Linked DNA regions of Mus musculus: regions 1, 2, 3, 4, 5 and 6 are each linked to region 7. A link is a contact called in public HiCAR-type, HiChIP or PLAC-seq and promoter capture Hi-C data. All regions are on one chromosome and are shown on one strand. The core of a region is the stretch at or near the end of the contact, and the rest is flanking DNA. Distances in the headings are between cores, read along the strand shown. Region 1 holds the start of Crls1 (cardiolipin synthase 1). Region 2 holds the start of Mcm8 (minichromosome maintenance 8 homologous recombination repair factor). Region 3 holds the start of Plcb4 (phospholipase C, beta 4). Region 4 holds the start of Lamp5 (lysosomal-associated membrane protein family, member 5). Region 5 holds the start of Shld1 (shieldin complex subunit 1). Region 6 holds the start of Bmp2 (bone morphogenetic protein 2). Region 7 holds the start of Tmx4 (thioredoxin-related transmembrane protein 4).

The links. Promoter capture Hi-C pulls out the DNA fragments that hold promoters and counts their contacts. HiCAR-type assays count read pairs that join an accessible place to other places. HiChIP or PLAC-seq counts read pairs in DNA pulled down with a chosen protein or histone mark.
Region 1: a HiCAR-type map of astrocytes shows a contact between it and region 7, with 4 times the contacts expected there. The contact joins the promoter of Crls1 here to the promoter of Tmx4 in region 7. A contact is called at or near these places in 5 of 39 promoter capture datasets (the C10 cell line, hippocampal neurons, liver and 1 more) and 1 of 115 datasets of contacts at active chromatin or transcription factors (astrocytes).
Region 2: a HiCAR-type map of astrocytes shows a contact between it and region 7, with 3 times the contacts expected there. The contact joins the promoter of Mcm8 here to the promoter of Tmx4 in region 7. A contact is called at or near these places in 4 of 39 promoter capture datasets (the C10 cell line, cranial neural crest, liver and 1 more), 2 of 115 datasets of contacts at active chromatin or transcription factors (astrocytes and pro-B cells) and 1 of 9 other capture datasets (liver).
Region 3: a HiCAR-type map of astrocytes shows a contact between it and region 7, with 3 times the contacts expected there. The contact joins the promoter of Plcb4 here to the promoter of Tmx4 in region 7. A contact is called at or near these places in 1 of 39 promoter capture datasets (cranial neural crest), 1 of 484 Hi-C or Micro-C datasets (embryonic stem cells) and 2 of 115 datasets of contacts at active chromatin or transcription factors (astrocytes and embryonic stem cells).
Region 4: a contact with region 7 is called in a HiCAR-type map of astrocytes, with 2.8 times the contacts expected there. The contact joins the promoter of Lamp5 here to the promoter of Tmx4 in region 7. A contact is called at or near these places in 1 of 39 promoter capture datasets (hippocampal neurons) and 1 of 115 datasets of contacts at active chromatin or transcription factors (astrocytes).
Region 5: a contact with region 7 is called in a promoter capture Hi-C map of the C10 cell line, with 4 times the contacts expected there. The contact joins the promoter of Shld1 here to the promoter of Tmx4 in region 7. A contact is called at or near these places in 2 of 39 promoter capture datasets (the C10 cell line and pre-B cells).
Region 6: a contact with region 7 is called in an H3K4me3 HiChIP or PLAC-seq map of stem cell-derived neural progenitor cells, with 7 times the contacts expected there. The contact joins the promoter of Bmp2 here to the promoter of Tmx4 in region 7. A contact is called at or near these places in 8 of 39 promoter capture datasets (the 3T3-L1 cell line, the C10 cell line, embryonic stem cells and 5 more), 5 of 115 datasets of contacts at active chromatin or transcription factors (astrocytes, embryonic forebrain, extraembryonic endoderm stem cells and 2 more) and 1 of 9 other capture datasets (embryonic stem cells).

Annotation. Positions count from the first base shown.
Region 1 is chr2:132,845,390-132,848,089 of GRCm38.p6, reverse strand. It overlaps Crls1 (cardiolipin synthase 1), which reads right to left and starts at 1,424. Exons shown (of 7, transcript NM_001024385.1): 1 at 965-1,424. The coding sequence starts at 1,273.
Region 2 is chr2:132,814,708-132,817,407 of GRCm38.p6, reverse strand. It overlaps Mcm8 (minichromosome maintenance 8 homologous recombination repair factor), which reads right to left and starts at 1,267. Exons shown (of 19, transcript NM_001291054.1): 1 at 943-1,267; 2 at 163-334. The coding sequence starts at 310. Trmt6 (tRNA methyltransferase 6) reads left to right here and starts at 1,354. Exons shown (of 11, transcript NM_175113.3): 1 at 1,354-1,604. The coding sequence starts at 1,474.
Region 3 is chr2:135,658,164-135,660,863 of GRCm38.p6, reverse strand. It overlaps Plcb4 (phospholipase C, beta 4), which reads right to left and starts at 1,317. Exons shown (of 39, transcript NM_001355153.1): 1 at 1,134-1,317.
Region 4 is chr2:136,056,423-136,059,122 of GRCm38.p6, reverse strand. It overlaps Lamp5 (lysosomal-associated membrane protein family, member 5), which reads right to left and starts at 1,375. Exons shown (of 6, transcript NM_029530.3): 1 at 747-1,375; 2 at 5-177. The coding sequence starts at 810.
Region 5 is chr2:132,685,502-132,688,201 of GRCm38.p6, reverse strand. Shld1 (shieldin complex subunit 1) reads right to left here and starts at 1,271. Exons shown (of 3, transcript NM_001358260.1): 1 at 1,221-1,271.
Region 6 is chr2:133,550,767-133,553,466 of GRCm38.p6, reverse strand. It overlaps Bmp2 (bone morphogenetic protein 2), which reads right to left and starts at 1,308. Exons shown (of 3, transcript NM_007553.3): 1 at 116-1,308. RefSeq lists promoters at 343-658, 1,148-1,346, 343-2,700 and a cis regulatory region at 2,320-2,330.
Region 7 is chr2:134,642,731-134,645,430 of GRCm38.p6, reverse strand. Tmx4 (thioredoxin-related transmembrane protein 4) reads left to right here and starts at 1,310. Exons shown (of 8, transcript NM_029148.1): 1 at 1,310-1,589. The coding sequence starts at 1,426.

The sequences.
Region 1 (2,700 bases), core at 175-2,674, 1.8 Mb after region 7:
CACTCGGGAGGCTGCGGCAGGTGAATCTCATGAGTTCGAGGCCAGCGGATCAAGTTCCAGGACAGCCAGGGCTGTTACACAGAGAAGAGCTGTCTCGAAAAACAAAACCCTACAAAAAGCTCATTAATATCTAGTTATTACATTTGGACATTTGTGAAAGTCGACAAAGCTTAATCTCAAATTACCCAACCAGATAACCTGTGGCATACTCGGCCAACTGTGCTGGGAAGGGCTTCAGCCAGGTTGAGGGCAACTTCAAAGCATCCGGCGGCGTTCAATCTCCAAGAGTTTTAAAGCTAGGCCTGAAGCTGTGACCCCTGCCGGGGTGTGGCCACCTCAGCCCATGCTGTGTAACTGAGGAGAGCAGGGCAGTACAGTGGCCGCTGAAGACCTAACAATTGAAGATGTAATAATTGCATGGACTTGCTAACATGACATCAAAAGCTGGGCCACACTCATGCTCTGGTGTCACCTGCTTGGGAAGTTATCTTACCAGGCAAGGTGAACAAATCCTTCTGTTACGTCAAGAATAGTCTGAAGCTTTCTATAATACAAAGTTGAAAGATCTTTTCATTACAACCTAAGCCAGATAATTATCCTCCGTGATACTGCTAAAGACCAAAGGATGATGTAATCTGCACAAACGGACAGAAGGGCCGTTCTTATGGTTCCGCCGAACTTAACCCTGAAGATTCACTTCAAAAAATTAAAAACAGATTAACTAGACGAGCGATGGTTGTTTTTACCTATGCAACGTGTAGACACACCTCCCAGCAACGGGTGTGCACACAAGGGGATTACAGTGGGTTTCAACTTGGCCAGAGACTGTACCCGGCGGGGGACCCCTGAAGTTCACCAAGATCGAACGCCCTGGCTGCCCGTAACTTCCCAGAACACCGGGTGAGTGTCGCGACAGAGCGCCGAGCCCGTCACCTGCGTCCCGCCGACCCTCCCTCGCACGTACCGAGCTGGCGGCGCTCGCCGGGACCCATCGGGCGCTGGGGGCCTGCGCGGCGGCACCTCCTCCTCCGGCGGCGGGCTCCGGGGCTGCCTTCCCCGCGCCCGAGCAGTGGGTCCGCGGGCCGGCGCCGGGCAGCCGCAAGGCGAACGCGGCCGGCCGCAGCCGCCAGCGCTCAGCCAGGCAGCCGAGGCAGCAGGCCGCGGGCGGCAGCAGGGCCCTGCGGGAGCCGCCCCTGCCGAGCCGCGCCCCCGGAGGCCGGAGGGCCACGCGAAGAGGGCCCCACGCGCCGCGCGCCACGCGCCAAGCCAACATGGCCGTGTGGCCTCCACGGAGTCCAAGAGTCGAGAACTCAGACGCCCCTGGCACCGGCTGCCAGCTTCTCTAGAGAAGTCGAGCGGTGCCGAGGCCGTATGGACAGCTCCATACTAATTTCTACACTCTGGCACTTTCCGCTTATACAGGTGGCCTGAACCGCCAAGGGAGTCAGCTTTCACGACGTTTTCACGACACCCAGCCGCTCTGCTCACCGGCGCCCCCGCGCGGCAGCGGCGAGCACGAACAGCTAAGGCCCGCAGGTTAGGAAGACCTGACTAGTGAGTAGAGCCGCTAGTGCCTGCAGGCTAAGAAGAATGACAGGTAGGGAAGACCAAGAGCGAGTGCCACGTGGCCACAGGAAGCCACTTATATCAGGCCTGCCTGATGCCAAGTGGCCCGCTGGTGTGCATGGCTCTGTATTATCACTGGAGATGTAAAGCATTAGTGTTGGCATCAAAGTAGTTAAGTACCTACTCTGCTTCCTTAGCACTAAATGCATATGAATAGAGCAAAGGGAAATGTCAATAATAGCAATCACTAATTGTTTACTTGGGAAGTGCTTACTGTATGCGTTATAGTGTCATTATTTATCCTCTCAACAACTCTAACATGCCTTCTGTATTTGCCTTTACTTTTACAGGTACAGAAGCCCGTGGACAGGAGAAACCTGCTTATTCTAAGTCTGAATTAGAAACAAATCAGTTCACTGTTATAACCTTACCTAACCTACCATTTTGTTATAGATTTGAGCTTGAACCCAGGGCCTTGAATCCAGGTCGGGCAAGAACCAAACCAGTGAAAGGTCACCACGTGGTGATGTCTTGCAGTCTTTCCACTGTTCTTCAGCCCAGTCTGTGATGGCACACACTCACCTGGAAGTTGTTCGTAAAGCCCACATCACATTTGACGATTGTAGTCTTTTTTTTTTTTTTTTCCAAGACAGGGTTTCTTTGTGTAGCTCTGGCTGTCCTGGAACTCACTCTGTAGACCAGGCTGGCCTCGAACTCAGAAATCCGCCTGCCTCTGCCTCCCGAATGCTGGGATTAAAGGCGTGCACCACCACGCCCGGCTAAGGATTGTAGTCTTAAGGAGCTTTTTATCAAGATCATCTTTATTTTGTTTTGGTTTTTGCGAGAGGCCTAGACTTTTCTTTTTAATTAAAAAAGGAAGAAAGAAAAATGAAGAAAAGGAAAGAAGAGGAAAAGAGAAGAAAAATCTAAGCAGTGGTATGAAACAAAGAGAAAAAGAAGTAAAAAGATAAATCCAGGTGGCCGTGGTGCATGCCTTTAATCCCAGCACTTGGGAGGCAGAGGCTGATAGATATCTGTAAATTCCAGGTCAGCAAGGGCTACACAGAGAAAATCTGTCTCGAAAACAAAAACAAAGTCAGTTTCTGTTCATAATTAGAGTTACATCCCCTTGTA
Region 2 (2,700 bases), core at 18-2,517, 1.8 Mb after region 7:
AGAGGGCAGCTTATGGAGTCAGTTTTCTCCTTCCACCATGTAGGTTCCAGGGACCTGAGGGTCCTCACTTGGCAGCAGTCCCCCTTACCTACTCTGGCATCTACCGGCCCTTGAATTGTCTCTTTCCCGAGAGAAAACATATCGATCCCTGCGTGCACGTACCAGAAGCGTGCTTTCCTGAAGCTTCATTCAGGTCAACTCTGTTTTCTCTTTCTCTCCACCTTCCTGAGAAGTTCCCACCACCTCTTCCTCTTTTCCAGCTTTGGAATCTTCCTCGTCCAAAACCTCTGCCTCTATAAGCACCACTCATGTCTTCCACAAGTCAAGAGCACTCCTAAAAAATGTATTAACATAGTAAGGGGGGGATTAATGTACTGTGTTTAAGACCAGCACTTAGGCTTGCAAAGTTCCATGCTGCAGTATAAACCTTATGTGTTGTATAGTTAATTCTTTTAATCTCCATCATGATTAAGGTACACCATAGACATTTATTCAATACCAGTTTTCAACAAACCACCAAGAGAGAAATCAAGGAGTTAACTTGAACCGGTTTTCTGTGTGGAACTAATATTGGGCAGTATTGGCTGAAAATAATCCTCACCAGTACGATACTAGGGAAATAACATAGCCCAATCTTCGCTGTATTACTTTCTGTGGCAGGCTGTCCTAAAACTGTTCCAAAAGAAAGTAACTCCACTTAAAAATTCCTATCCCACAGATACAAACTATTGATAGATTCATACGCTGTGCTGTAATTCATTAGGAGAACCTGTTCTAACCCTAAGAGGTTTTAATAAATAAAAGATTCGCAAGTATGCAAACTAATAATAATCAAGGTTGCTTGTGATAGCCCTGTGATAAAAGCTCAAGTCTTCAGGATCCTCAGGATGAGACATTCCATCGCAACACTACGTTCCACATCGATCCAACAGGATAACATACTGAGAACGGTGGCGATTCCAACATCTACATAGGGAAGCAGCCTGAGAAAAGTCGTACGCAATCCCTGACTCCCCGTCTTCCTCGCGTCCTGCTTTCAGGAGCCCCGGAGCCTGCGACAGAGCCGTAAGCCGTATACACTCTCACGCAGGGCTCCGCGGACACTCCGTCTCCGGAGCCGCCCGGTGCCCGCGTCACTGCGCGCCAGAACGCCAGACGCAGGGCGGGGAAGGCCGAGCACAAGCCCAGAAGGCAAACTCGGACCTCGCTTGAAGTTCTTTTTTGGCGCGTCTATGACGCGCTTCTGCTTAAGGAAGCCACGCGACTAGGGGGCGGGATGAAGTGTAGCCAATCAAAGAGTTCAGAGAGACGGAAGTCGCCAGGCTTCCGGAAGCCGTCCCGAGGTCCGGACCGGAAAGCGGAAGCGGCGTGCAGCACGTGGGGGCGGTGCCGGCGGAGACGCAGGTCCCTCCTGGTCGTGCCGGGCTCCTAGCGGCTGGAGCAAAAACGGAGGTTGAAATTTACCTGGCTTCCATGGAGGCATCAGCTGCGGAGCAGCCGAGCTCACCGCCCCCGCCTCTCGGGGACCACTGCATCCATGACGGTGACTTCGTGGTGCTGAAGCGAGAAGATGTGTTCAAAGCAGTGCAAGTCCAGCGGAGAAAGTGAGTCTGGTTGCTGGCCTTGGGCAGCGCGCACCACCACCCGGATAATCACTCCCTCCTGTGCCCCATTCTTGGCTCTTTGAATCCCGCTCCCCAGCCCTTATTGCTACCACTCAGGTCTTCCTATCACTGAGGCCTTCCCACCGGGATCCTGCCGCATCCTTGGCTTACGGGTACAGTACTCGCCTCTACCTTTCATTCCCCAACTTTCTATTCTACCTTCTGCGCCAAATTCTCTTCCCAAGAATTCCATTCTTGATACTCCCACTCAGGAGGGTGCTTTCCCGAGGATTCTTGGGGGGCGGGGGAAGAGCCTCACTAGTCTTACAGAATTTATCCAACCTTTCACATTCGTATCTCTTATGTCTGACTCTCTTCCCAGCTCCCCACTTTCTTCATAAATCCAACTTCCTCAGTAAGAGAAAAGGGAGATAAGAAAGATCTCTTACACATAGTATGGCTTGCAGGTAGGCAGTCTTATTCTCTGGATCCCAGTGGGAAAAATCTGTCTACTGTAAGAAAAGAGAACTTACTACAAGGTACATGGCCAGCTTAAGCCCAGTATACATACTGGTGCTTGCTGATGGCCCGCTGAAGCAAACACTTTCCTGCCTCCCAAGTGGTGGGATTACAGGTTTGCTTCACCACACTCAGCTTGCTTCATGTTCTGATACAACCATTTGAATGTCCTTTTTATAATGTGTTTTGTTAGATGATCCTTTTTGTTACCAAGGAGACATACTGTATCTTTAGTTCTAAAAGGTACTCTTTTTGTTAATTAGTTTGTTTGATGGGCTACACAGAGAAATCCAGTCTCAAAAAAAAAAAAAAAAACCAACAAAAAAACGACCTAGTATTGTTTTAAGGTGTGTGTGTGTGTGTGTGTGTGTGTGTGTGTGTTTTTGTGGGCTTGAGTATGTGAATTCCTGTGCGCTCAGTGGCCAAATGCTTTGTATTTCCTGGAGTTGGCGTTACAGCCAATTGGGAACCACACAACTTGGGTGCTGGGAACCAAAGTCAGATCCTGTGGAAGAGCAGTAAGTGCTCTCGAGTGCTGGGTCATTTCTCCAGCTCCCTAAAGAGTCAGCTGTAAGCT
Region 3 (2,700 bases), core at 68-2,567, 1.0 Mb before region 7:
CGGTTCTCAGTTCAAACACATCTTTAAAAACATCAGTCTTAAAAATACTAAAAGGATTAAGTTGAAATTTTACACACACACACACACACACACACACATCTTCCTACCCTAAAGAGTAGTTCTTCACTTTCTGAGATCCTGGGAGTCCACCCAGGTAAAAAGTCACTGGTTGCTCTTCCTGGTCATCTTTATTTTATGGTCTGATTTTTCCTTAAAAGAGAAATTCAATTTTTTTCAAAGCATTATACACCTGCCTGTGCATGGACTTTACTGCTAGCCATGTTTATTCAACACATTATCTCCACCAATGGATAATTTAAATTTATGGACCACTATGCATCCCACTTCTACTTCAAAAGATGGCGACTGTCCATGAATGTTTTGCCCCAAATTAAATCTCAAGCCCCTTGCTTTAGAGAAATAGGAAGAAGCACTATAGAAGTTTAGGGTTATTTTTTTAAAGTCATATCTCAAATGCATGCATATTTGTGGAATATAAGACATTTGCCTTTCTAGAAATGCTGGCTTTATAACTCTAGAGTTGTTCAATTGGAAAATTCTGTGTTTTCACACTTAGATTCAGTAGTTTACTGAGTCTAAACTCAAAAATTGTACAATATAGACAATTTCTAATTGACTAAGAAAAAACAACTTTAAACTTCTGAAAATAAAGCAATGTTCTTTTACATGCTTTTAGGAGGCCCAGATACTGTCCTGAAGGAGCGCTTAGCCTGTCAGTGTCAACTGGAAACGGTCTATCATTCGTAAGCTGTCCCCAGAAGACGCTGAAGATGCACACGCACACACATTTACATGCGTTGCACAGTGCCAACTATTTCCAACCAAAATAATCATATACACGTCGAGCCGAGCTATTTCTAGCGCAGAAGAGGGTGAACGTCCGGGTAGGCAGAGGAAACCCAGTAGCAGATGATTGCCGGAGAGGCGGGTGGCGGCGGGGTCCCCTGCCTCCCGCGCAGGACGCCTCGCACCCCGCACCTGCACCGGGTCCCCGGCAGGGCAACCGGGGGCGCGCGCGCGCGTCCGGGACGCACCCGCGGGAAGCCGAGTAGCCCGGCGGGCTGGGAGCGGCGGGAGCATCCCCGGGCGGGACCCAAAGCGCCTTCTCCTACCTGTCACTTCCAGGCGAGTCGCTGCCGGGGATGCGGCCACCGCCGCCTCCGGGAGCCCCGCTGTGTTCGCGCGCGCGCGTGTGAGTGTCTGTGTGTGTGTGTGTGTGTGTGTGTGTGTGTGTGCGCGCGTGTGAGAGCCTGTTTGCGGCGCGGCTCCTGAGCCGCTCGCGCGCCGCCACCCCCTCCCCGCCGCCGCGGCCGCCGAGCCCCTCCGGCGCCGCCCCGCCCTCCGCCGCCTCCGCCCCCCACCGGCCAGCGCCTCCCCGCTGCGCTCACCTCGGCCGCCCGCTGCCCAGGGCGCCGCCCGCCCGCCGCTCCCGCCGAGCCGGGCCCCGTGCGGCCCCGGGCCCGCCGCCCCTACTCCCGGCCGCGACGCTGCCTCTGGAGCCCAAGCCGTCGCCTCGCAGCCCCAACCTGCCGGGCTACGGAGCATGCCCAGTGCGGCGCCCGGCGGGGCTGGGGGTGGACCGGGGCCGCGCGGGCCGGCCGGGGTGGGGGTTGGCTGTCCCGGGGTCGCCGCCGCCGCCTTCCCGGTGCAGGGTCTGGGCGCGCGCCCGTGGGGACTGAGCTGAGCCAGCAGCGGGACACCACGCGCCGCTGGCCACGGACTCAGCGGGTGCCCGGCCCGGGAGGAGGGGGTGCGAGCCAGCCAGAACCGGGAGCGGGGAGCGGGAACTGCGCTTTCGTCTATGTTACATTGAACAAACACGGAGAGCTTGTACACTGCAGCAGGCACTGTGAGACAGGGATTTTATTCATTCAGCCCGAAAAACAATCTGCCGGAGGAAGTACTACAACGGGCTCACACTGAGCCAGAAAGTGATTTCCAAAGTCTTCCCCCAAGTGATCCTGAGACGTGCACCCCACTCCACCCCCCCCCCCCAGACTTCGGTTCCAGGGATGCTGGGGATCGCTGTGGCCAGCTCTCCTTGTCCTTTGAACCGACACCCGGGTGCCCGAAGTCCTGCTGAGGCGGCCTGGCCATGTGCATCCAGCGTCACCCTTTGTGGAGACCCTACACTGGAGCCGCTCCGGAACTCCCCGAGGGCTTCCTCCTACCGAGGCCACTCGGCTTCCTCCCTCTCCTGCCTGGCGGCGGCCACCAAAACCCGGAGACGTGGCACCTGCGCACTGGGGACTGGGGCCCATGCTGGCGGCTGAACTGGGCATGCTCAGCTGCCTGAACTGGGCTGGCGGGTCAAGAGGAAAGGGGTCGGTTTAGAGGTTAGCTTAAAAAAAAAATGGAGAAGAGGGCAGAAGTGTAGGCACAAAGGAACAGTCCAGGCACCGTGGATACAGCAGTTGAAAACCCCAAAGTGTCGCACCCTTCGTTCATTCTGGCCGTTTCAGCATGGATAGAAAGAAAATAACCACCAAAAGTTGATCAACTAGTGTGATGTGTGATGGTACATGCCTGTAATCCCAGTTAGTTTACAGAGCAGCCTAAACTATACAGTCGGTTCAAGACCAACCTGAACCCTGTCTCAAAACGAGAAAGAAAAAAATAATTTACCAATTTAAGGGAGATGGACTGAGAGCTACTGACCACTCTCTAGCCAAACACAAA
Region 4 (2,700 bases), core at 126-2,625, 1.4 Mb before region 7:
TTACATCCACATAATTGCTGGCCCACACATCATAAGGTACAATAAATTTGGCTGCAAACTCTGCCATGAGACACGTCGTCCCATTTTCCCGCACCACAAATATGTCTTTCTCGGGGTTCGTGGAAAGGCCCGAAAGATTTTCCACTTCTTGTTCTGCCACGGTTTGGACCATTACATCTGCGGAACAAGGAAAGCAATTTCATTGCTCTCGGGCTCAACTAGCCCTCTGCTTTAGGACACCTGAGCTGGTTCTCTGCAGGCTTTGGAGAGGCAAAGTTCCCTGCTCGAAGCAGTGTGCTCCGCAAGCCATTTCTCTAGTCTACCGCCACCAAACTCATATTTACTGCTGATAATTTATAATGAAAACAGAAGCTAAAATAAAATTAAATTCTTATTTGCAATACGACTAGGCTTTAACACACACACTTACACACATACACACATACACACAGACACCCTGGGGGTTTAGGGAGCGCGGTTAAAGCTAAATCTTTCTTGGCAGTGCTATGCCCCACCATCACAGCCATGAGTTCGGCGTGTCTAGCGCTCTGTCTGGGAGATGCCATACAGGTGTGTGGCTCTCTGGGAGTTCTCTGATATGGATGGGTCATAACACTCACCAGCCCCAAATAACCACAAGCATAAAGACCTAGTACAACAGAGTGAAATCAGAGGGCTTTATTCGGTGTATTAGATTCTCTGCTGCAGAGTGCATTCAGTACCCCTGGTCCCCAGACGCTACTCACGGAAGAACATTAGGAGAATCCGAAGTCTGTCTCCACCAAGAAGGGTTCTTACTCGGAGATCCATGCTGTTGCCGCGAACCAGGCAGATGTGTTTCTGCTGCAAAGGCCGCCCCGGGAGGAAATCCCTCAAAGTGGCCGGTAGAGTGAGCTAAGGGAGGGGGCGGACTGGGAGGAGGGAGCGCGCGGGATAGTCGCGTGCTGCACTGGGTGCTATGGCTCTCCCGCCGCACACTGCAGAGGAAGCACCCAGGATGCAGGAGCTGTCCACGCTGAGAGTTCTGGAAATAACGAGGTTGTGTTTCAGGACTTGTAATTTGGCTTGTCTAGAAGGCCAATGGGATTGGGGTGGTGTGGGGGAGGAAATTTCTCCCTGGGTCTGTATACTGCTCTGCAATGGTATCTGCAAAGATGACTCTGTCCTAGGAAACTTAATGCCACCCTCGGACTTGCTAAACCCTCCCACCAGGTACAGCCAGTATGTACTGTAGATATAACACCACCGGAGCTCCGAATTCTGCTCTTGAAACAAACCAATAGATTTGTTTCAGATTGTTCATTCTTTGGAGAAGGAAGGTAGGCAGGAACAGAGAAGGAAAATGCTATGGCAACAGTTTCCGGCTTTCAGAGACATCTGTACCCACTCAAGAGCTGCTGAGTATAAGGTTAAAATGATATCTCCTCAAAGGGGGTGGGGGGGTCCAGGCCATGCCGCATATCCTTTGGGACCCAGTGACCAGTGAGATCTATCTCTGAGGGCATGTGGCCTGAGCTAGCCCCATGCAGTAAGCTGTGATCACTCTGTTAAGAGGGTTGCAAATAAACCTAAATCTTGGGAGCAGACAGGGTTATCTGGGGTCTCATAGGACAGAAATTTTAGAACTATGGTGTAAGTAAAGACCTATAGTTATGTAATGAAAACAGGCTGGTATTACGCTAAAGCTTCTGGGGAGCAGAAAGACAAACATCGCTAGATAATTCCTGTATTTGCATTTTGGTAGTTCGCTGATTTTTTTCTTTTTAATTCTTGCTCTAATAAATCAGAATGAACCTTTTTTGGGGGAATAGTCATGGTGCTCTAATTAATTGTAATGATGTCCAAATATTTCTTTTATTAGAGAATATTGCACTAGGTCAATAAATAATAATCGCCTTAAACATAATGACATAGCCAATGTCGTGTTAAAGGACAAACTGCAAAGCATTTTACCTATGTTGTCAGTTTGAATCTCTCCATGACTTTAGAAGCTGAGCAAATGAAAATAGAGGTTATTGTTATTGTTATACCTCCCCCAAAGTGAGACATTGAGAAATTCAATGACCTTCCCAAAGTCATATGGCCAGTTTGAATTAAAATAGAAAAAAAATCACGTGTTTTACATTTACAAGGATCGTAATCATTTCTCTTTATATAACACTTTCATTCTAAAACTTAGCATATTATGACCGCCACTACAATTTTTTATTAAATGATAAATGAACTGAAACCTAAAAATATTAATAATTCACACTTTTACATCTATAAAGTGCCAATTTAAGAACTGATATGCTCTAACATAGTATTTGCTTCAAATTGCCAATATAATTCTGTGTATTTAATTTTTCAAAAAAATCCTTCTATCAAAAATTAGATCAATAGCAACTCAAATTGTAAAGTATTACAATTAATACTTGTAGCACTATATTAATTAATACTGAAGCACTATATCTTTTGATATATATCTGCATTTTGGAATTTCATCAAAAATGGCAACAATCTTGTGAAAGTGATTATATATACAAAATGGAGGCAAATTGTTATTCATATAATTTCAATTCTTATTACATATATAAAACATATATCATCTGTTAACAATTATGAAACACTTATTTTTTCTGAGATACTGTAAGACTTATAAAGCAAGAACACATTCATCCTTGTTTTTATTTGTCTTCCTGTCTGTCTGTCTGTCTGTCT
Region 5 (2,700 bases), core at 22-2,521, 2.0 Mb after region 7:
ACCTTCCTTGTTCGTGCACCAGAAGCCAGTATCTTAAGATGGTGCTATTCGCAGGGGTGGTGGCCCATGCCTTTAGTTCTAGCAGACATAAGCCCAGCTCTGTATGTTTAGAGCCCACTGAACTACATAGTGAGTTCCTGGCCAGCCAGAGCTACATAGTGAGACCCTGTCCTAAAAATAAACTAAAATAAAACATAACAAAATAAAAAATAAAATATGATGTTACTAATGCCCAAACTATCCCTACAAAACAAAACAAATAGTGCAAGTCAGATGTGATGGAGATCCTGGAATGAAGACAAGAATATTGACACAAAGACATAGAAGTGAAAGAGAAAGGTAAGTCCCAAAGTAGAATCACACTGATGGGCAATTGATGGAGAAATTCAGAAAACAGACAGGAAGGTCCTTTTCAACATAAAAATAAGAATATGCAATACGATTCCATAAAGATAGGCATTGTTAAGTCATCCATGGAATGCAATTCTCTCAAGTCCCCAAAACAAGCTTTGCAAATCCCTGCCCCAAGAATCTAGCCACATACTTTTTTGATTCCGTTTATATACAATGCAAATTAAACAACCCTAGAGACAGACAGCACTCTGGTCATAGCCCAGGACTGGGGTAGGGGCAAGTGGTGGGCGGAGCGAAGCTCTCTGGTTCTGGACTGTGTTCCTCAATAAATAGTTTTCCTTGGCGTGATGAGAACAGTCCAGGGTTATCACAAGTGCACAATTAGGCTAACGTACAAAACAGACTGTAGTTTACACTTTTGATTTTTATGGAAACATCAAGTTACTAATACTGCTGTTTAAAATTATAATAGACCCCTGGTAGCCCACGCCTTTAATGCCAGCATAGGAAGGAGGATCTATTTGTAAGTTCGAGGCCAGCCTGATCGACATAGTGAATTCCAGGACAACCATAGCTATGTAGAGAGACTATATATATATGCAAACCAAAACCATAAAAGCCTTAACAAAACCAAAATAAATAATTGACTGGAACTAATCCTGATCTCTACTAATTCCAGAGCGAGGTAAAAAGAGCGCAGTGGGCGGAGCTTGGAGCGGAGGGGCGGGGCGGGGCAGGTGCCAGGGAAACCGGCGGAATAAACCATCCGCTCCTCCCCCTCCCTCCTCGCTTCCCCGCTCCCTTCCCACCGCCCTCCAGAACGGCAGAAAAACCGGCAGAGGTTCTCAGAGCCCCGTGTCACTCACCGGCTGACCGCAAGAGCCCGGAACCGGAAGCGCTGGCTCCATCTTTGTTATGGGAAAAGCAGAGTTTAAAAGGAAGTTGTTGAACCCGTCTTTGCTGAGGCGAGAAAAGGTCAAGGCAAGTCAGCTGCGGCCATCTTAACTGAGGGCATTTGCCTGAACTCCTGCAGCAGGACGGTCATCTGGGATATTTAGTTGCTCTAAGTGTCCTTGTCCGACTCCAAAGAAACTGGGAAACTGTTAACATGCAAAGTCTCTTAAAAAGGACATAAGACGAAAACTGGCCTTGGAAGTACAGTCTGAACCCGAGGCCTTGGGAGGACGTTGTGAGGCAAGACGATCAGGAGCTTTAGGCTAGCAAAATTCTCTCAGACAGCATTAAGAATAATTTAATATTGTTACATGGATTCTATTCGGGCTAAAATTTCAGGACCACACAAAAGAACAAAAGGGTTGACTGTTGAAAGACAAAATTCGAGGGGCTGGGGATATGGCGTAGCATGTGAATCGGTGTCTGGAATTTGGTCCCAAATTCCACCCCTCTCAAGAAAGCACACAACCAGAACAAACTCAGCCTAGAGCTAGTGGAGAGTTCTAGAGCAGCATGGATCTGCTTATGGGGAGACGTCCCATATTTTCTTATGGGAGAAATGGAAAGAGAATGAAAAGCCCAAGTTCTAGGGTACTATCCTTATAGGTTTAAACAAAGGAGATTGTGTTGAGCAGAACTATGGAGAAAGCAAGCTTGTTTCAAGTTCATTTAAGTGGCACTTAGCACAAAAGATTCCATTCCAGTTTGGTTCTGTCCACTGGGCCTACTACTGTAAAAAGCTAGTCTAAAACAATTCTGTTTAATTGGACGGTTTTCTCCCCCACCATAGTCTTGAGGGGTCCAGTATATTTACAGCCCCTCCAGATCCCTACCTTTGGGTGAGACCCCACACATTAGGAGTCCTGCAAGTTAGAGGAATGTTTTCAAATTACTGCTTTAGGGGCTAGAGAGATGGTTTAGCAGTAAGGAACATGGGCTGCTCTTCCAGAGGACCTGGGTTCAGTTTCCAGTGTTTACATGACAGCTGACATCCTTTTCTAAACCCAGTTCCAGAGAACCCATTGTCCTTTTCTAACCTCCAAAGGCACCAGGCATACACACAGAAAATATTTTAAAATATTTAAGCGTTGTGCTTGAGCCAGTTGTGGTGATAAATGTCTTTAGAATCCACTGCTCAAGTGGCTGAAATAGGCTGTTCTCTGTGAACTCAAGGCCATCCTAGTCTAGTTATCTATTCCAGGCCAGCCATAGATAGATAGTAAAACGCTGTCTCAAATAAATAAATAAATAAATAAATAAATAAATAAATAAATAAATAAATAAATAGTTATCTATTCCAGGCCAGCCATAGATAGATAGTAAAACGCTGTCTCAAATAAATAAATAAATAAATAAATAAATAAATAAAATAAAAGCAAATAGTGCTTGAGG
Region 6 (2,700 bases), core at 59-2,558, 1.1 Mb after region 7:
GAGGGTATGTTTACGTCCACTCCACTCCACCAGTCCTCCCAGGCGCCCTGCGCCGTTGGGCGGGAAGCGGTGTCACCCGCCAGCCAACCCCGGGTCCCCGGCCCGTGTCCTCTACCTTTAGGAGACCGCAGTCCGTCTAAGAAGCACTAGGGGGCACGTCCATTGAGAGAGTCTCCACATGGAAAAAGCTCTGTCCGAGGGACCTGGAGCAGCAACTGGGCTTCTGTTGCTTTTCTTCGCCTCCTCCTCCTTCTCCGGGTGTTCTCCCTGTAGGGAACTGTGTCTTGGGGTGGGCCCAGCGGGCTGAGGAAGAGAGGTGATCGGGCTGGAGGCGGCAAGACTGGATCCGCCGGGCGAGGACACCGGCGCGAAGTGGGGAGCCCAAGTCACTCTCCCGGCAAGTTCAAGAAGTCTCCAGCCAAGTGCTGACACACAGCCTCGAGCAGGGGGAGGAGTGCGGGGCCGGGACGGGAAGGGAAGGCTGAGGCAAGGCTGCTGCTGTCGTCGGCCTCAGGGACCAGCGCTGGCGGGGCGCGGGGCTGGCTCCGGGACTCGCCGGGCGAGGGACGGACGTTCTGCGTTAGCTGGGCCGCGACCCATGGCTCGGGGCAGCCATCGTGGGCGATGCCGTGTCCGGGCAAGGGCGCAGCGAAGATCTGGGTGGCGGGCGGGCCGCCACTCTGCATCCCTCAGCCTGACTCTGGCGCACCCCCATCAGCGCTCGCCAGCAGAGCCCGCACGGCTGCGGCGCCCCGGCGTCCTGGGGCTCATTCTCGAGACAGTCCAGCCGCGCGTCTCGGGTTGCCAAACCGGGTGACCTCGCGCTCCGAGCCCTCGGGCCAAGTGTCTTTTGTGGCAGCCTGGGGTCCACTCACTCTTCCGCCCGCTCGCCTTGGGCGCTCACTCCTGGGTCAGAGTGGCCCCGCATTGAGGGTAAGACTGTGCTCCGGACTCCCGGTTCTTAGCGTCGGTCCGCGACTCTAGCTTCTCCCGGACAGCCGAGGCCACAGCGCCAGGCGCGCACAGTCTGGAGTTCCAACCCGTGTCGTGCCAGTCCCTCGAAGCCGCGGGTGACCCTCGCGTCTTTCGCCGGGAGGGCGTCCGGTGCCTGGTGTCGCCTGGGGAGGCTACGTCCGGGGCTGCCAATCCCGGGCGGGCTGTGGGAAGCGCAGCGGCGGCGGGCGCAGTGCGAGCAGGGCTCTGCGCGGCAGGGCGAGGACTCCGGCGGCGACGACGGAGGCGCCGTGGCGCGGCGCTCGCGGCTTTTAAAGGAGACGCCGCCTGCCGGCTCCCTCCCGGCCGTGGCCGAACACCTCCCCCTCGGAGGCGCAGCGCGCCGGGGATCCCCGGGCGGGCGGGAGCGGCGCGCAGGGGTGTGGACGGCGCGCCCTACGGGGCGGCCGCGGTGGAGCGGGGCGGGGCGAGCGCGCGGCCGCTAAGGGGTCGCGTCCCGGATGAGTGTGAAGCCGACCCCCGGGACCTGGATCCGCGCCCACAGCTGCGGGAGACTAGGGCAAATCCAGAGTCCACTGGCCTCTGAGTTCCCTCATTGGGCCAATATTCAACTTGAGTTTGAAGTTTTTAGGTAAGAGCACATTAAAAAGAAGAACAGAACTTACAAGTTATTAGACATTTTGGCAAAAATGTGAGCAAACGCTTCTGTTTTGAATGGTGAGAAGAAAATGTCGAGAAATAGCCGATACACATCTGAGTGCATTATTACATTTTATAAATATTCATACATTTATATTCAAATAAATGAATCTAATAAAAAGATGCATATATTTTATATGTATTTATTTATGTAAATTATAAAAATACGGGTACAGGTTTCTGAACATAGATACACACTTGTAAAGTGGACATCCCTTCTAGTGATGTGTGTGTGTGTGTGTGTGTGTGTGTGTGTGTGTCCATGTGAGGGGACAATGAGAGTTAATAGAAATTCTCTTTATAGAAGCGATCACTTCGATACTTGTGATATTTATCTTCCCTTCCACACCCACCTACTCCAGAGTCAGGTAACAAGACAATTCCGGTTTGAGACCTTTGAATTTTCTGCCTGGTCCTCTCTCTCCACTGGGTCTCCAGCAGTAAGGCTCTGGCTGTGGCCAAGCCAGTTTTCTTCCTCAGCTGGAAATGTCCCCAAAGCTGCTGAGCCAGGATTCTTTTTTGAAATCTTTCCATTTCTCCCTACATTCAGGAGCCTTCATAGTACCACCACTGGCTACCCACAGGACCCCCAAAACTATGGGCTGAGCATTCCTGTAGAAGACCAGAGTGAATAACGTTACGTTGTGAACCAGATCTTTCCAGTTTGCAAAGCAAAGACCGAGAAAGACCAGAAGCAGGGGCTTTAATGATTTTTTTACCCACGTGTGCTAGCTTTTCAGTCGGGGAGCTAAAATAACTCTAGGTTCGTTCACCTAAATCGGATTAGCAACCCACAGAGGGAAATTAGGCCCTGGCTGTTTCTAGAGCTGTAGAGGTCAAATAAGGTATTTTTGAAGGAAGGCTGTCTACAAGGGAAATTAAAGGAGAGGAAGGGATAGATCCAGCAATTTGCGATCAGCTACTGTATTCCTTTTTAAAACGTGTTGCAGAAGTTGTCACTCTGAATCATGAGACACCAAACAAGGCGGCAATAAAACACTCCACTCAGACGTGTAAGTGTGTAAGTCAAAAGGGCTGATCGCCTCT
Region 7 (2,700 bases), core at 61-2,560:
CTATGCCCCTATCCTACTCTGTGCTTCCTAGAAGGAAAGCCCCTCCTACAATCCTTGCGTAATCCTCTGAGCATCCTCCTCTTTCATCCGAAATGCAGGAGATGGGATTGTTCTGGAAACAATCTCTGCTAGACATGAGAAATGCATTACTAATGTTTTCTTCTGTGCCTCTTGAGCTTCTTTGATTTCTCATTTCCAACTAATGTATACATGAAAAAGATGCGATTAGCTTCAACACTGACTAAACTTGCATCACTCTTGCTCTTTGTACCTTCAGCCCCACCCCCATGCTCTAAAGCCAGTTAATTCTAAGCATAAGCATTCCATTTATTCACCCCTTTCTCTGTTTCTGTCTCTGTCTCTGTGCTAAAAATGCTACAATGAAAATGATAGACTTTCTGTTTATGAATATTTTATAAGCACAGTAAAATACTTTCTACCAGCATTGTAGGCTCAATGTGCACACTATAACATTTTATCCAGACAACAAGACAACACCTCTGCATGCAAACTTGATCTTTTCTATATTACGGACTAGAGGCTGACGTTAAGTACTCTCAAGTACTCTGAATTGCATAGCTGTGTTTTATGCTAGGAACAGAAATCACATTTGTAGGTATATTAGCTGCACCACTGAATTTTACAATTTAGACACCTAAATAAGCTCATGGGCCCTCCAGTTGTGTTACACCAAGGTGTGGTAGTTCCAGGGTACAGATTCGTCTAATGTGTATCTGTAAATCCACAGAAATCATGTATGACTCTGACAAAGTTGTAGCTGGAAGAAAAATGGTGTCCATTTCACTGCAAGTAGCAATAGGAACAGATTCATTTTGTTAATACATGTGTTTTAAAAGTCTATAAAATATTTTTAAAAATTATTTTTTAAAAGGCTGCATTATCTAGATTTATAATTAATCTAGTTTTATCTGTTTGGGCAAGGCTGCTCCAGTAGTGTGTGCATGCAGAGAGCTTTTTAATTGTCCTTCCCTTCAGTCGCCATGGTCCACTCCACAATTCTTGGATATTTTTGTTAACATGAAATGGGGGATGGGTTTATTTAGCCAATGGCCACGTTTCCCTTTAGAGAAACAGCAAGCAGTCGGTAAAACAGCATTGGGTCATTTGTATATTTTCAGCCAGACAGTCAGCAGGAAGAGCAGGCCGTTGCCTTGGGAAACTGCAGACGGTTGCTTTGGCAACCGCCTTCCCACAGTGCGTTGGGGGCGTGGTCAGGGTGGCTGGGCGTGGCCTTGCCGGGCGGGCAGATAAGAGGCTGAGGGAGGCGCGGCAGGCGTGGCTCGGAGCACGGCGCAGAGGCGGGTTGGCCTCTCCTCAGACCTCTGTGAAGGCGGTTGCTTGGGGTGAGAAGCCCAGCCACTGCTCCCCGCCCTCAGAGAGCTGAGCTACCTCACAGGCGCCACCATGACAGGCGGCTTCTGCGTCCCGGTACTCCTGGCCGCCTGGCTCGCAGCGGCAGCGGCCGAGGGTCTCGAGCAGGCCGCGCTGCCGGCCGAGGAGAGCCGTGTGCAGCCCATGACCGCCTCCAACTGGACGCTGGTGATGGAGGGCGAGTGGATGCTGAAATTGTGAGTGTCCCCACCCACCCCGCACGTCGCTTCGTCCTCGCGGTGCCCGTTGTCCTAACCCGGGCTAGACCCGGGCCGCGACGTCCCTGCCTGCCAGCACCTGCGGCGGCGGGCTGCGGCCTTCGCAATGAGCATGCGCACATTGCCTGCCCTGCGCTGTCAGGCTGCGGATGAAGAAGCAAAGCCTGCATCCTTAGCCGCTTTCACCATTGCATTAGGCCAGAAGTGTTTTAGAAATGGAGGAGGCAGTTCACCAGGGGGAGGAGTCGGAAAGGGGGAAGAAAACCATAAGTCCTCAGAGGTATAGCCATATTAGAAAAGGAGCAGCTATTCAGGCATGCATACAGCTAGGTAAGGTGTGTTGAAATACACCATTGCAACAGGGAAGGAAGACCAGTTTGTGTGAAATACCACTTTTCCTTTGGAAGACCTTGAGATGTCCTTGTGGGGCAAAAGCATAAACACGGGTGGCTAAATTAAAAAAGAAATTAAATTCCGACGCCATAATTTTTAGAGGTAGGACTTTTGAGCCAGTATCATAATTGGACTGCGCCAAAGGCATAAAGGGCAATAACAAGTAGCCCCCTTTGAAGAACAGAAGTCTGTAAGTGGTGCGTAGTGCCATGCACGAAGGTTATGTGAAGCTGTCAGGACAAAGGGAAGGGATTTATGTTGATTGTAATATAAAATTAATACCAGGGAAGGGGGCAGTCATCTGAAAAGGCTCATAGACTCATGGGCATCCAGGGAAAATGAAAAAATGTCTGGGAACATAATTTATGAGACCACTTTACCATAGCTGGTGGTCTCAGGCAATACAGATTTATCACTACCATTTGGTAATTAATTTTATGTTGAGGATATAGATATTCTCAAAATTGTATTTTTTTAAAAAACTTATCCAAGGGCACATTTGGAATTCTTCAGTTCAGATTGTAAGTAGATGCCTGAAATCAGGGTAAAAAATATGTAAATTAAAGAACATAATGGGTACTTATCCCCTCAAACTAAGGCGCTATCTAGACCTCAAAATGCAGTACTCCAGTTAAATCATCAGATCAGTAAAACTATAAGGCTATGGATATGAATAACCTATTTGGATGGAAATGAG